2 separate regions of the Mus musculus genome follow, and region 1 is linked to region 2. A link is a contact called in public promoter capture Hi-C data. All regions are on one chromosome and are shown on one strand. The core of a region is the stretch at or near the end of the contact, and the rest is flanking DNA. Distances in the headings are between cores, read along the strand shown.

Region 1 (3,186 bases), core at 446-2,945, 3.0 Mb before region 2:
CATTTAATCTTATGACATTACTCACACAGTAAACTTATTCGTGTATGTCTGTGTAAAATAACACAAGGTGAATTGGTAGAACACATAATTACTTCCATTTGGCTAAGTGCACTTCGATACAATTTATCTCTGTGCATGAGTTTAAAACCCACTAATACATCAAATTCTAAATTTTAACCTTTAACGCCAAAATTAAGACACCATTCATCCACAAATGAAATGTCATCTCAGCAAATAACTTAGCTAGGGCTATCCCAAAACACTCCAGTATGTCCACTGAACGAGCTTTGACCTGGTACATCCTGAAAGTCCAATATGTGAACCAACGTCTCCACCACCCAAGTGCTCTCCTTCCAAGGTGGAGGAGACCCAGACATACTTACAACTACCAATCTCTAGCTCTCTATGCTAAAACAAGTTGAAAGGGCTTGAAGTTCCACCTAATTACAAGGGGCCTAGGCTTCTTGACACTGGAAGGAGGGAGCACTCAGAGCTAGAGGACCGATACTAACCTTTTTTTTTTCTTTTTTTTTTTTTTTTTTTTTTTTGCACTCTGCGAGTCCCATAGTCCAGCAAGCACAGTTCAGGCAGCTGGCCTTCCCTCTCCTACTGACCTCCCCATCCCAGTGCCCACTCCAGCCCGCCCCCTGTGCGAAAGCGCAACCCTCGGAGGTCCCCGCACCTACAGGACCAGACGACAACCGGCGGGCCGCTACTCGCCGGGAAAAGAGGGCAAGACAGCCGGCTTGGACGCTTCCCGCCCCTTGCCTCCGGCCACCCATCTCTCCCGCCACCGCCAAGACTGCCAGCCCTTCCCTCTGGTCCAGCCCGGAGCTAGCCCAAAATCTCGTCCAAGAGGCCAGCGAGGGCCCGGTCCTCACCAGCACCGACCTCCAAGGCCTCCACATCTCTCCCACAGGACCAGGCCGGTTCAGATGCAAAAGGCCCGAAAAGCAACTCGCAGCGCACCCCGCCAAACCGAGTTCCCGTCCCCAAAAGCTGCTGCTTTCCGAGTCCGAAGGTCCTCGGCCGTAGCTTCCGGGCCTCTCCGACCCTCCCGCTCCACGCTGTCCCTCCGAGGCCGATCCCGATCCCGGAGGCTGGGAGGCTTCCTCCACCAGCATCCCCACAACCCGTCTCCGCCCGCGGCCGGCCCAGCCCAGCCCCCGCCCGGCGTGCCGCGCTCACCGCTGAGCGCCGAGGCCTGAAGGGTGGCCCCGGACGTGCCGTCGATGACTTTGATGGTCCCGCGGCTGGTGACGGCCAGGATGGCGTTAAGCGCCGGGTGGTAGGAGAGGCTGTGCAGCCCGTCGGCGTCGCAGCGCATGCAGCCATCCCGCAGCACCAGCCACTCGGAGACCCCGGCCGCCCCCGCCCCTGCCGCCGCCGCCGCGGAGGAGCAGCTCGGGCCCGAGGCCTCCGCAGCCGCAGCCGCCATCTTCCGGCCTGCGCTCAGCACAATCACACTGGGAAGCCGCTCAGTGACAGTCCCGGGAGGTGCAGCACCACAGCCAGTCACCATCCGGGGCCAGGGGGCAAAGCGGAGCGCGTTAGCCGGAAGTGAAGTCAAGCGCCTGCACGCACAGGGAACGTCGCCCGCCAGGCCGGCCAGGCCAAGCGAGCTCGCAGGCTGGCGGGGGAGGGGAGAGAGGGCCGCACCAAAGGAGGGGCCGGAGCCCAGGGGGTGGAGCATGCGCGGGAGTGCCGATCTAGCCAGAGCAGAGGGAAGCTAATAAGGAACTTCCGAAGGCACAGAAAAGGCGGGGCAGGGGCGGGACCTGGCCTAGTAAGCATGCGCAGAAGAGCTCCCAGGGCCCGGTAGGCGGGCCTCAGAAGAAGAAGGGGGCGGGGCTGAAACTTTTTTTTTTCAAGCGCGGAGCATGCGTGGTAGGACTAGGCGCGTGCCACGCGCTGCTGCTCCAGCCAGCCCTGCGTCCTCAACGTCCCAGTTTCTTCCTTCGAGCCCCGGGAGTGGTATCGGCGGGAGTTCCGCCCTGCGCGTGGCAGGGAGGGTGGTGCTGGGCCCTGTGCATTTCCGCTAGGCAAACCCGAGCCCGCGCGACTTGTCTGGTACGCCCAGAGGCCCCTTCGTGGCCAGGGCGGCTGATTCCCAGCGGTTCCCAGCACGGGGCAGAGGAGGAGGGCGTTGCGGGGTGGAGGCGAGATCCGGAAGTAGGCCTCTATCATTGCACACTCTGACAAGCCTCTTCATTGGAACTGAACCTGATTTTTTTTTTACGACGCCTGCCCTAGTTTCAGATTTTTTTTACACTTGATCTTAGAAGACTGAGAAGCGATAGTTCCAAATCTTTTAATAAACAGACATGCTCATTAATGAGGTGCTGGACACATTACAGGTCAGCCTAGTGTAGCTCATTGCAAAGGATTTACATGATTTTTGGTGGGGTGTTGTGGATTGCCCTGGGGCTAATTATATTTGATGTCAATTCTGTTCTCCTGTGAGGAGTTGTGAACAAGGAATGAGTCAGCACTTAGGTGATTTCTTGTAAACCTTCCCACCTTAATTTGTAAAATAAAGGAAAGCTGATGATTGGGCAGAGAAAGGGAAAGTGGAGTGGAAAGAAAGGAAGGAGGTTTGAGACAGAGAAGGCAGAGGAGGAGGAAGAAGAAAAGCAGAACAGAAGAACATGGCCTGGAGAAAACGCAAGTTCTAAGTGGTCTCATAGATGTGGAAGATGGTAGTGTAGTGGTTGTAGATCTGCCCAATCTAGGCGCACAGCATGTATTCATACTAATTGTGTCGTGTTTTCATTGCCAGAGCATAATTGGGTTGGAGAGATTTGCTGTAACAGTGGAGTATCCTCCTTCGTTAGATTTGAAAGAACATCTTTCTTAAACTTTATGTTGAAACAGTTACTTGTCAGTCAGTCACTTGTAGTTACAGTGTAGCGGTGCCTGGGTGTGGTCTCGCATACCTAGAATCCCAGTCTGAAACAGTAATGCTAAGAATTCTGGGCAAGCCTGCGCTATTTAACAAGATCCTTTCCAAAAAAAAAAAACTTGAGGCAATAAAAAATTGTTTGGTGCCTGGTGATGGTGGCCCACGCCTTTCATCCCAGCACTTGGAGGCTGTTGCTACCAGAAGCTAGAGGTTGAATTCAGCAGTTGGTTTGGAACCCCATGCTGCTTACACAAGCTTCCCTCTCAAAATACGTCTTTATTTAA
Region 2 (3,191 bases), core at 233-2,732:
CAAACTACAATTGCCACAGGAAGTCACTCCATTTCTCAGATCCCTGCCCTACCTAATCCTTATCAGTTGTAGGGCAGTAAGATTAAAAGAGTGCTCTAGCCAAACCAAGTGCAGCATGAATAGTAATCAGAAGTTCACAACTTAACTAGTTTGCTAGGTCAAAACTTCAAGATTTATAATCTGTTTGAGCCACACTCCAGTAACTAGGTTTTACAGAACATTTTTATCTTCACTTAAGATATGTTTTGCATTTCTGGATATAGCTTTATTATAATGTAGTGGAAACCTTAAGAGAAAACCGAATAAAAAATAAATTAAAGGCTCGTCTAATAGCATTTATAGTCAAATTTCTTATGCAACTGACTGCAGAATAGTGTTTGTTTCTTAAAGACAGAGAGTCACTAGGTTGCCCTGGTGTATGCCAGGTCCATCAAACTGGCCTCAAATTCAAGACTCTCTCGGGTGTGGACCCTGCCCCACATACAAACTAAAGTCATTGAATTCACTGAGCCTCAAAATTATCTCTTTAGTTTTTGGAGTTGTTTGTACGTGTGGGTTTTGTTTGGGGTGGTTTTGCTTGGGTTTGTTGGTTGTTTTGTTTTGATATAGTGTCTATGTTGCTCTAGCTGTCCCGGATCTCACTAGGTAAACCAGGATGGTCAGAGATTCCCCCACAACCTACCCCCACCCCACCCCCGCTTCCAGAGCGTGGAAATTAAAGGTGTGTACCACAACGCCCGACTAAAACGATCATTTTTATGTTCTAATGCCATTAGTTTCAAGAAGTAAATGAACTGCCGCTTACAGAGTCTGAAATATAATGCCTGCTAATATATCTGCTGACTACTATTTGGTGATGGAGATCTTCGTGATACCTGAGATTTTGGTTTCCCAGTAGAGACGTAAAGTGAGGAGTCACTGTGACCGCTAGGGAACCTCAAACTCAAAAAAGGACTGCTTAGCTCAAAACTAGCTAACGGCACAATAATGCCGAGAGCCAGGAATCTACACTTTAGCCCAGGGACAGGCCACCACCATCCGGGAACTAGTAACGCCTGCTTGTTGTTCCGAGGCTGGGCGGCGGGAATCCAGAGCACTTGAGGAAGCCTGATGTTAAATATCCCTCAGGCTCGTCCACCGCCACACTCGACAGCCTCTCCTAACGTCAGGAACCTCACGCCGCCTCATAGGCTTGGGTCCTGGCCTCCATCCTATCGGAGACAAACCCGCGCTTTCTACTTCCAGGACGCAGCCATATTGCTGTACGGAACTTGATTCCAGGAGGGCTCGGGCCGCTCCGCCCGGACAGCCCTACTCGTCCTAGATGCCAGCTTCCCGGACAGGGCGGGACTCCCTTCGGGTCACCGACGCTAACGACGACCTGGGAAGAGCCCAGAGCTCGCTTGGCCCCCGATGCGGACACTTCCGGCGACGAGGGCGGGCGCTGAGCGAGCGCGCATGCGTACTCGCCGTCGCAGTCCTGACGTCAGCGCGGGCGGAAACTTTAAAATTCAAACCGCCTTGGGTTGACGGAAGCGGACGCTCTGGTTTGGGCGGCTGTTTTCGTGTGCAGTCGTGCGGTTTACGGAAAGCTGGGCGCCGGGTCTCGTTGAGAAGCTGAGCGAAAGGTAACTGCTGAGATGGGATCAGCTCTGTGTTAAAATGGTCCGCGGCGCTGGAGCTGACTGTTGCGAGGGAGCTGGGGTGGGATCTGCCCGGCTCTGCAACGTTTGTAGCGGGAGAAGGCGATGCTAACAGGTGGGGACTGACAGGGGGAAAGCTGATTGGTGTGTTGTGTACCCGTGCTGATGCTGCAACTTAAAAGCCTGGTATGGACATGACTGGAAACCAGTGAAATCATGAGAGTAAAACTAGGTTGAACGCAAGCCACCAAAACAAGGAGGGGTGTGGCTCAGTGCTCAGCGCTCAGCCCAGCTTGCTAAAGGGTCTGACTCTCCACCCCTAGCTCAAGACAAAACAACAACAATAAAAATGCGATCTGTCTAACCCTCTGTGGAAGCTAGGGCCGAGTGCATAGTGTCTGATGCTGCAGAGATGAAGACAGACTCCAACGTAGACATTATTTTGATACTTGTTTTAAAAGCGGGAGCAGCCTGTGTTGTAAACCGGATTGTTTATCTTTGTTGAAAGGTGTTGCAGTAAATCTCCAACCCAAATAAGCCCAGGCAATGAAAACACAACTTAATTAATATGAATACATGCTGTGCGCCTACATTGGGCAGATCTATCACTACACTACCATCTTCCCCATATAAGAGACCCCTTAGAACTTCTCCAGGCCAGGTGCTTCTGCTCTACTTTCCTTCTCCTCAGTCGTCCCCTCTCCTTTTCTCCCAAAACTTTCAGCTCCATCTTCCCCTCTTTTTTCTGCCTCGTTTTTTTCTACTTGAAGTTGCGTAGGTGTTCTTTGTAAGAACTTCGGTTTACATGGACAAATAAATATAGCATACAAGGAAACGATTGTTGTACAGAAACAAACTTAGTTGCTTTCCTACTAGAGGATAAAGATAATAATTGTTGCTCGTTGAATTGCTTGAGTCTGGAACATTTTCCTAACGCTGAAATCCTGAATTAGGTTTCGAGAATGAAGCGCAGTTCAGTTTCCACCTGTGGTGCTGGCCGCCTCTCTATGCAGGAGTTAAGGACCCTGGACCTCAATAAGCCAGGCCTTTATACCCCTCAAACGTAAGTGCCTCCCCTGTGCTTCTCAGCTGCTTACTTTACTGTCTAGAGAAAAAAAAAAAGTGCCAGAAATGGTTAGTACAAAAGTGTAAGTGATGTCTTGGTGACTCCTGTCTCCTCCCAGTAGTACTGGATTAGGGGGAGGGGGGCAATGAAATATAAAAGTGGACACGATGCTAGGTTTTAGCTCGTTGTCTCTCCAATTCCCATAGTCAGATTCTTTACTGGGCGTGCTATAAAATAATTGTCAATGCTTGCTTTCCTCTTATTCCTTTGTTATTAGCCGTTTAAGTAGGCACCATGGTATTACTCATTATTTATTAAGATGTTTCCAAATACTAAAGGTAGTAATAAAATGGAAGCAGATTTATTTGTTTTGGTGATAAGCTATAACATAATTTCCTCAAGTTTGGGGGCAGGTGTCCAAGGGAACGTGCTACATAGCTCGGTGTGGTCACACACACACCCCTACAATTCCAGTATTCAAA

What was found. Capture Hi-C pulls out chosen DNA fragments and counts their contacts.
Region 1: a promoter capture Hi-C map of liver shows a contact between it and region 2, with 9 times the contacts expected there. The contact joins the promoter of Birc6 here to the promoter of Ndc80 in region 2. A contact is called at or near these places in 3 of 39 promoter capture datasets (cranial neural crest, liver and pre-B cells), 1 of 484 Hi-C or Micro-C datasets (CD4 T cells), 1 of 115 datasets of contacts at active chromatin or transcription factors (Th17 cells) and 1 of 9 other capture datasets (liver).

Annotation. Positions count from the first base shown.
Region 1 is chr17:74,526,804-74,529,989 of GRCm38.p6, reverse strand. Birc6 (baculoviral IAP repeat-containing 6) reads right to left here and starts at 1,695. Exons shown (of 73, transcript NM_007566.3): 1 at 1,189-1,695. The coding sequence starts at 1,522. It overlaps Gm31645 (a long non-coding RNA gene), which reads left to right and starts at 1,790. Exons shown (of 3, transcript XR_385765.4): 1 at 1,790-2,357.
Region 2 is chr17:71,525,148-71,528,338 of GRCm38.p6, reverse strand. Ndc80 (NDC80 kinetochore complex component) reads left to right here and starts at 1,482. Exons shown (of 17, transcript NM_023294.2): 1 at 1,482-1,628; 2 at 2,597-2,706. The coding sequence starts at 2,606. It also overlaps a transcript of Spdya not described here.